Linked DNA regions of Oryctolagus cuniculus: regions 1 and 2 are each linked to region 3. A link is a contact called in public Micro-C data. All regions are on one chromosome and are shown on one strand. Each heading gives the region's core, a stretch centred on a gene start, on an enhancer-like site or on the middle of the called end of the contact. The rest is flanking DNA. Distances are from core to core; before and after follow the strand shown.

Region 1 (2,800 bases), core at 145-2,644, 130 kb before region 3:
CCAACGATGGAGCAGGCGTTTGCAGATTCACAGCAGTGGCACGCATGTCTAGCAGTACACGTGCCATGCTGCTTTAACGCAAACAGCATGTGTCCGACCTTGCACCCCGTGGACCACGACGGCCCAGGGGCTCCCAAAAACTAGAAAAGGGATGGGGGTGCCTGGCTTGCTCCCCCACATTATTCTAACAAAACCCAGCTTAGGAAGCAAAACCAAGTGGCTCCGGCCTGGATAGGCCAGGTGACCAGTGAGACAGCTGTAACAGCCACAGAACCAGGAACGCTGTTAGAAACTGTCCAGTAAAAGGGTTCGGGGAACTCCCGCTTTGCCGCCTTATCAGGCACTCAGCGGCAGGCTCCGCAGGCATCCTCAGGACGCAGTGGGCTGCGGGGATCTTGGCGGAAAGACAGTGAGGTTCTCACTGGCCCCAGCTGAGGATTCGGCAGGCTGGGGAGTGCGGAGTAAAAGCTAAGGACCACCGTCCGCGGGCGAGGCCTGAAGCGGCAGGGCCCTCCCAAAGCCGTCTCACCTGTAAAACCCAAGAGTCCAAGAAGCTAGCAGGTTACAAATGCACTTTGCAACGGGGGTCGTTTAGCTAATGACAGCAGGAACAGGAATAGCAGCTCAACCTTCCAGCCCACCTTCCACTGAGCTCATCAACCTTGAATTACTGGAGTCACCACAACCACCCGTTTACCAAGCGAGGAACCGAGGCCCAGAGATGTCACAGTGTGTCCGGGGGTGGTCAGGCCAGGCCCGGCTGCGGCGCGGGCGAGCGGCCGGGGGCAGGGATCCGCACCTGCAGCCCAGGAAGAGGTGGTTGGCCCACACCATGGACAGAGACAGCAGCTGGTCCAGGCGGCCGCCGCCGTCGGGCGGGTCGCGGTAGTCGGGCAGGTGGCGCAGGATGAATTCCATGCGGGCTTTCCATTGCTTCTCGCTCTCGGAGTAGGAGCGGAACTGCTCCGCGAAGTCGGCCGCCTGCCGCACGCCGGACACCAGCTCCTCCACCGCGGCGGAAGCCTCGCCACCTACCATGGCGCCCGCGACGCCGAGGGCTGGAGCAGCCCGCCGCCTTCCCGAGGTGCACCGCGCTCCTGCCCGCCGGCTAGAGCGGCCCCGGCGGCGCGCGACTGCTCCGGAGGCCCGGCCTGGAGCGCCCTCGCCGGGCCCGGCGGCCCGCGCGGGTTGCGACTGCCGCGTGCGGTTTCCAAACCCCGCGACCGGAGAGTCCGCCCCGCCGGGGTCCCCGGTTTGCGGTGAACCCCGCGGGCAGCCGGTGGGAAACCTGAGCCCGCCACCGCCCCCAGCACAGTCGGCACACCGATGCTAGCCGGAGCCAGGCCGTGTCCTCTGGAGGCAAGGCGTCCCCAGGCACCGCCCCATCCCGAGTGAAGCGGACGCCTTCCGTTCTGGGGGCTTAGACGTGTAGCTCTGGTCGGTTCCCAGGGGTCTCCACGCCCCACGCGGGTGGGGGCCCAGCTGTGTGCCCACAGAAACCCGTTCGGACATGCGTCATGCTGTAAGGACCCCAAAGTGCACCAACAGGTCCTCCTCCTTCTGGCGTGGAGCGGTGAGACGCTTATTTCCCTGCGTGAGGGAACTCAAGGCGCACCTCAGGCGCGCACGGCCGAGACGGGGCTCCACGGCAAGCTTCCTGTGTTTCCTTAGCGTGGGGTATTCTGGTTTTTGTTTTTTAATTAATTAATTTATTTGAAAGGCAGAGTTACAGAGAGGCAGAGAGAGAGGTCTTCCATCCACTGGTTTACTCCCCACATCGCTACAACGGCCAGAGCTGGGCCAACCGGAAGCCAGGAGCCAGAAGCTTCCTCCGGGTCTCCCACGCGGGTGCAGGGGCCCAAGGACCTGGTCCATCTTCTACTGCTTTCCCAGGCCATAGCAGAGAGCTGGATCAGAAGTGGAGCAGCCAGGTCTCGAACCAGTGCCCAAAGGGAATGCCAGCACTGCAGGTGGTGGCTTTACCTAGTATACCACAGCACCTGCACCAGCGTGGGGTACTTGGTAATGGGAACTAGGTCTTTCTCCCCCTCCTCACCGTTTTCTCCTCCACCTTCCATATGAAAACATGGAAAGCAAACGCACACCACCCCACCACACTTGGGAGGTAGGGCTGGGAGGAGACTCAGGAAGCCTGTTAGCCTGTGAGCCCCGCCTCCAGGTTCTTCCTTGAGGTTGTGTTGGCCGTCGTAGCTACTGCTTTTTGATGCTGGTTTTAGCATCAGCTTGTCCGTGTCTAGACAAACACGTGCTGGGATTGGATTGAATCTGTGGATTCTGGTGGGTGTCCTGACAGGCAGCAGTTGACGCTGCACCTGCCCTACCGGCGTCTCATAGGAGCATGAGCTGCAGTCCCCACTGCTCTGCTTGGACCCCAGCTCCCTGATGATAACCCTGGAAGGGACTGGATGACGCCCCAAGTGACCCCTGCCACCCAGGTGGGAGACCTCGATGAAGCTCCTGGCTCCTGGCTTCAGCCTGACCCAGCTCCAGCCATTAGAGGAGTGAACCAGCAAAGGGAAGATCCATCTCTCTCTCTCTCTCTGTAACTCTGCCTTTCAAATAAATAAATCAATCATGAAAAGAAACTATTGATAATTCAGGAATTATTATCTTATTAAGAATTAGTGTAAGCCGGCACCGCGGCTCACTAGGCTAATCCTCCGCCTGCGGCGTGGCACCCCAGGTTCTAGTCCTGGTTGGGATGCTGGTTCTGTCCCGGCTGCTCCTCTTCCAGGCCAGCTCTCTGCTGTGGCCCGGGGAGGCAGTGGAGGGTGGCCCA
Region 2 (2,700 bases), core at 6-2,505, 180 kb before region 3:
AATTACACGGAATCCAAACCTTCCCCGACCGCCCACCTACGCCATCTAGCTTTGACTCCCTAAGAACCCTGTTTCTAACCCTGCGAACGTCTCTGCCGCTGTCCCGCAGGCTGGCATAGCAGGTTTCTCCCTCCTACCTAGAACTCCCGCCACCGTTCACGCCTAAACCACGTCCCACCTCTTTCAAGAACCCTCCCAGCCCAACAGGACCTGTGTTAACCACCTGACACTGACTTTTTAATTCCACTTCATTCCCATACACCCTCCTGGCTTTCTGATTAAACCACACAAGTCCTGAGGACCACGAACTCCTGGAAGTCACGGCCCGGTCACAAAGCAGATACCTGTATTCAGTATTGCACTTTACACAGTCACAAGGTTGGCGTAATTGTGTTACATTGTACGCAGACACGTACACTTTGTTCCACTACCAAACGACAGAATGTAGGCAGTAAGGGGATACCTGTTTTTCTATTAAATGTCTCACTGCAAATTAACAGAAACGTTCTTTCCCGCAATTTTTATTCCATAGCAATTTTTCTTTTGACTCACAGAGCAACGAAGGCAAAAGAAGCAAACCTTTAGAAACTTTATCTCTCTCAATGCAATTTTGTTGACAGACTTTTCTGGTTTCTCATAGAATATCTTAATGGCCACTATCTGCCCAGTGTTCTTATGTTTACATTTCATGACCGTTCCGTAACTTCCCTCTCCCACTTTGCCAAGGGTTTCATACATCTCCATCCTCAAGCCTGGCGGCTACTTCTTCAGAGGAAGAAAGAAAGAAAACGGAAAATGTTAAACGTCCCGACTCTGCGGAACGCATTCGCGCAGGAGACCCGCACTCCCGAACAGGGGCCCCGTGGCCAGGCCGCCGCGGCGGCCGGAGGACGCCTCGGTCACTCCCACCCACCGGACATCCCCTCGCCACACCATCCCGCGGGCCTGGTGTCCCACACTTCCTGGCTCCAGTCGAGAGGGCTCCGCACTCCCGCAGTCGCCCACACGCGCGTCTCGGGCCCGCGTCCCAGCACAGCCTGGTTCCCGCCCGCTCCTCAAACCCGACGTCTTAGAATCCCGGACCGGCGTCGCGCCCCTCGCCCCGCGGTCGACCTGTCCGGGCAACCGCCACCGCCTCAGCCCATTCTGTGGCTCCGCGCAGCCCCGGGCAGGCAACGGGACGCCGACTCCACTTAGCCCGCTAGCCGGGCAGGCCGGGAGCCGCTCGCTACCATGGCAACGTTGGGGTTGGGGGAGGGAACGGCGCTCGGGCGCTAGTGCGCAAGACCGGAACGTCGGCGGTGTCCCGACCCGGAAGGGAAAGCGAAAAGCGGAAACGAGCTGTGGGTGGGCGTTAAGTCGAAGCTTCCTTGGGGTGGGGCGCGGGCGTGCAAGTTGCCGTCGCGTTTTCGTCGGTTTTAAGGGGCAAGGTATCTTGCCTGCAGCGTGAAGGGCTGCAGGTGCTCAGGGCGCAGTGGTGTCCGCCCTGCGCCGCGGGTGGACCCTTGTCGTACGACACCAGCTCGTTTCGGAGCCTAGAAAGATGGCTTTCGTCGTTCCACAGCTTGGAAATTGGAGCTTCCAGGAAAAGCTCAGTGACCGAGCTCGACCCCTGCAGTCCACGTTAATCCCCAAAACGGGGACAAAATGGCTCTCAAGAACCGTTTTTGAACACTTAACATGCCTTCTGAGTTCTTCCAACACCTACTGATCCTTTTCAAAAACTACAGCCAAAACCCTAAAACGCCCGCTTTAGGAAACCAAATAACTGAAAAACGTGCTTCCACATATGGTGTGATTATAAAGGAACCGGACGGGAGTTGGGGGTGAGGCCGGTGATTAATTGCTTCTGCAGGGTGACAGCCCCAATGAATAACAAGATCACTAGAGCCCAGTGCCCGCAGAGTGCCATCTTTATTTGGGGCTTTTTCTGCAAAATGCAGTGGATGCAAAAGGCCAAAACGAGCTGTGCTTCTCAGCTATGAGGAGGGGCATTATCCAGTAAATTCTAATACAGTAGGACCCACTCCAAGATGCACATTAAAATAACTAAAAAGCTCCCCACCATCTCAGTTCAATTGGGATGGGATAAAGAAATTGGTATCTGGACAGGTTTCCAAGTATTTCTACGCTGTCACTAGGGTTTATGTTGAGAGCTCGAGACGAAGGCGTAACCATGGTTCTCTTTTACCACCTCAGATACACAAAATTGTCTTTCCTTTTGAAAACCGTTCAGCCATACTATCAAATACCTTATAAATAAGAATGTCATAGTCAATCTTACATTGGGCTCACACGTGCTGTAACCGTGTGTAGCAAATGGTTGACTATTTGCAAGGGACAAACCACAATGCAGATTATCCCCACCCTCAGTGAGCTCACTTAGCTACAAAGGTGTCAGTAATGACAGCTGTAAGACTTCTTAGGGCAAGTCTTAAGGTGCATTGGACGGGGCCACACTCGGGACACCCCCATCCCACAGCAGAGAACCCATTGGAGCCCGGCTGCTCTGCTTTCCACCCAGCTCCCGCCATGAGTCCTGAGAGGCAGCCGATGATGCCCGCGGGAAAGTGGGAGAGGAGATGGAGTCCTGGGCTCCTGGCTGCCCCGGCACAGCCCTGCTGGTGCAGGCATTTGCAGGAATCAGTCAGTGGGTGGAAGATCCACCTCCCTCTTCCTCTCTTTTTACAGATAGATTAT
Region 3 (2,700 bases), core at 152-2,651:
ACCTGCCCTACACACCTGGCCCTGCTGGTGAGTGCAGGCCCAAGGCCAGGGCTGCTCAGGCCTGAGGCCACCTTGTTCAACAGAAATAGCCACATAGGGCGCACTAACAGCACAGTTTTTGTTTTTTTAATTTGAAAGGCAGAGAAAGAGAAAGGTCCTCCATCCATGTTTCACTCCCCAAATGGCTGCAATGGCTGGGGCTGGGCCAGGCAAAGCCAAGAGCCAGAAGCTTCTTCCAGGTCTCCCATATGGATGCAGGGGCCCACTTGGACCATCTTCTGCGGATTTCCCAGGCCATTAGCAGGGAGTTGGATCAGAAGTGGAGCAGCTGGGACTCGAACCTGTGGTCACATGGGATGCCTTAACCCCCTGAGCCTTAGCACCAGCTCCCAGCCAATTTTTAAAAGGGGGGAAAAACAGGTAACATGAATTTTAAAGCCACATTTAACACCTGAAGTCGAATATATGAGCGTTTAACCATGTAACCACCGAGAATCCGACATTGCTGGCACTGCCCCGTGCCAGGCCTGCCAGTCCACAGTGTCTTGTACCGGTTGACGGCACTTCTGCTTCGGCCCAGCCACATTTCCGGAGCTCAAACCACATCACGCGGCAGTAACAGTCCCACAAGTCCTCAGCCTTCCCCCTCGGCTGCCTGGGAGGGAGGCCAGACGGCCACGGGGCCCCCCACCCCTTCCCAGGGGAGGGCAGGAGGCTGAGGGGCAGCCCGAGGCCCCTCTGCCTGCAGTGCCCCCAGCGAGGGGCTGGGCGGCTCAGGTGCCCTGTGCGGGCCAGGTCTCTAACAGGCAGAATAGGGATGGGAGGAGCCGCGGGGGAGGGCGGCCCAGCATCCCCCCCGCCCGCTGTGCAGGGTGGGGGCATGACCCCTGCCTCCAGGTGGACACGTGCTTGGCTGATGGCGTTCAGGTGGGCTTGTGGGCGGCCCTGGCGTGGGGGGCGTGCCCTCGGGAGGCCGTCCTGGCAGGAGAGGAGATGATTAGGCTCCAGGGGGCCGTGGCTGACCTCGGCCTGGCCTCGCCGCGGGGTCCTTCCGCCTCCCCAGGCGCCCAACCCACGTTCCTAGGCAGTGAACCTCCAAAACGGTGAGCAAGAGAGACTTCCCTCCTGCCGCTTCTCCCTGGGTGGGGACCACACGCCCCCCCTGAGAGGGAGCCCCGAGTGCCCAGAACTCGCTGGCACGTGCTGCCAGCAGTCGCGGGAGGAGCCGGGCTTCCTCGGCGCCCCGCCACCTGACGCGCCCTGAACTCCCGCAAGGCGAGGTCTGCGGCGCCACCTGCTGCCCGCCGCGGCTCTCCTGAGCCCACAGGCCCGGGGCTCCCCCTCGCCCCACCCGGACTCCGGGTGGACTAGGGTCTTCTCCGTCGGCCTTCGGGGCAGGAAGGCGGTGAGGGGGTCCGACGCCGGCTGGGACCTCAAGGCGTTTGCTGGGGCCTGCTGGGTGCCCGGCCCTGGCTGGGGTGGCGAGGCTGTGGAGACCGGCCCTGCCTGCTGTGGCTGTTCCAGAGAGGAAGCGAGTCTCCAGTGGGCTTCAGCGTGAGCGCTGTGAGCTGCTCCTGCAGGCCCCCGTCCCTCTGCAGCCGCTGTCCAGGCCCACGCGGCCAGCGGACGCAGCACGGACCCCAGGTTCAGCCTCACTGGTACTCAGCCAATTCCCTGCGGAGCGAGGTCGGCTGGAGACCGCCCGCCGCTCCGGTCACCGCTGGAGCGAGCGAGCATTGCCTGGGAGGAGCAAGCCCAGCTCCAGGAGCTGAGTCCCCTCCAAGGCTCCCGGACAGGCCCGAGGGCGGAGGCCCCGGCCGCTGGCTGGAGGGAGGCACCTTCTCTCGGCAGGAGGGAGGATTGACAGATGGAGCGAATGAAAGCCCAGGGCAGCGCTGGGCCTTCGGCAGGGCACCGAGGCTGCTGGGTGAGATGCTTGGGTCCCGCGTCGGTGCCTGGGACCGAGTCCTGGCTCCGGCTTCCGGCTCGCCCGCACCCGGGGAGGCAGCAGGTGGTGGCTCCAGCAGTGAGGGCCGGGCGATGGTCCCGCCCCCTTGTGATAGTCCCCGCCCCCGGGCGATGGTCCCCGCCCCCCGTGTAGGAGACCAGGACTGCACTTCCAGCCCCTGGCTTCAGCCCGCTGCTATGGGCGTGAGCGCTGGGTAGGAGCTCTCTCCCTCTGTGTTTCTACCTCAGGAATAAATAATGGTGAAAATAAATTTTTTTTTAGAATGAGGCCAGTATGGCCAGATCTAAAAAGAAATTTTTTTGAAGTTTGTGGAAAATGTGTATGATAAAATGCGTGGATTTCAAAACTCTCCTTGGGCTGATGTGAGATGAAGTGAAGTGAGGTGAGTGACACTCAGAGGCGTGCAATGTCTACCTTGGAATTGCTTACTTCTGGGATTTTCCTTTTGGTATTCGTGGATCGTGCTGGACTGTGGGTAACTGAAGCCACAGAAAGCAGAACTGTGGCTTGTGGAAAGAGTGGGGACTGTGTGTATTCACACAGCGGAATATTACTCAGCAGTGAAAAAGAACGCCATCTAGTGGATGCCGTAATAGCGGTACACCTTGACATCACTGTGCTGTGAAATAAGCCGATCACTAAAGGCAAACTACTCAGGGTGGAGAAATTCCGGAGACAGAGAGCAATGGTGGTTGTCAGGGGCTGGGGGTGAGGAGGGGGTTCTGGGGCTC

Evidence for each region. Hi-C and Micro-C count contacts between places; a contact is called where the count stands out from the background.
Region 1: a Micro-C map of ear pinna shows a contact between it and region 3, with 2.8 times the contacts expected there. The contact joins the promoter of JADE2 here to the enhancer-like site in region 3. A contact is called at or near these places in 2 of 6 Hi-C or Micro-C datasets (ear pinna and an unstated tissue).
Region 2: a contact with region 3 is called in a Micro-C map of ear pinna, with 2.7 times the contacts expected there. The contact joins the promoter of CDKL3 here to the enhancer-like site in region 3. A contact is called at or near these places in 2 of 6 Hi-C or Micro-C datasets (ear pinna and psoas muscle).

Annotation. Positions count from the first base shown.
Region 1 is chr6:22,671,150-22,673,949 of mOryCun1.1, forward strand. It overlaps JADE2 (jade family PHD finger 2), which reads left to right and starts at 1,395. Exons shown (of 14, transcript XM_051844221.2): 1 at 1,395-1,573. CDKN2AIPNL (CDKN2A interacting protein N-terminal like) reads right to left here and starts at 1,172. Exons shown (of 3, transcript XR_011389731.1): 1 at 530-1,172.
Region 2 is chr6:22,629,453-22,632,152 of mOryCun1.1, forward strand. CDKL3 (cyclin dependent kinase like 3) reads right to left here and starts at 1,256. Exons shown (of 14, transcript XM_070076107.1): 1 at 1,114-1,256.
Region 3 is chr6:22,805,505-22,808,204 of mOryCun1.1, forward strand. No RefSeq gene overlaps it. Among named protein-coding and RNA genes, the nearest start is that of SAR1B, 43 kb to the right of the region's middle. Within about 2 kb of position 1,402, at least 1 of the 8 cell types and tissues checked has an H3K27ac peak or open chromatin away from gene starts, as enhancers often do. A contact at or near this core is called in ear pinna, where this site is marked.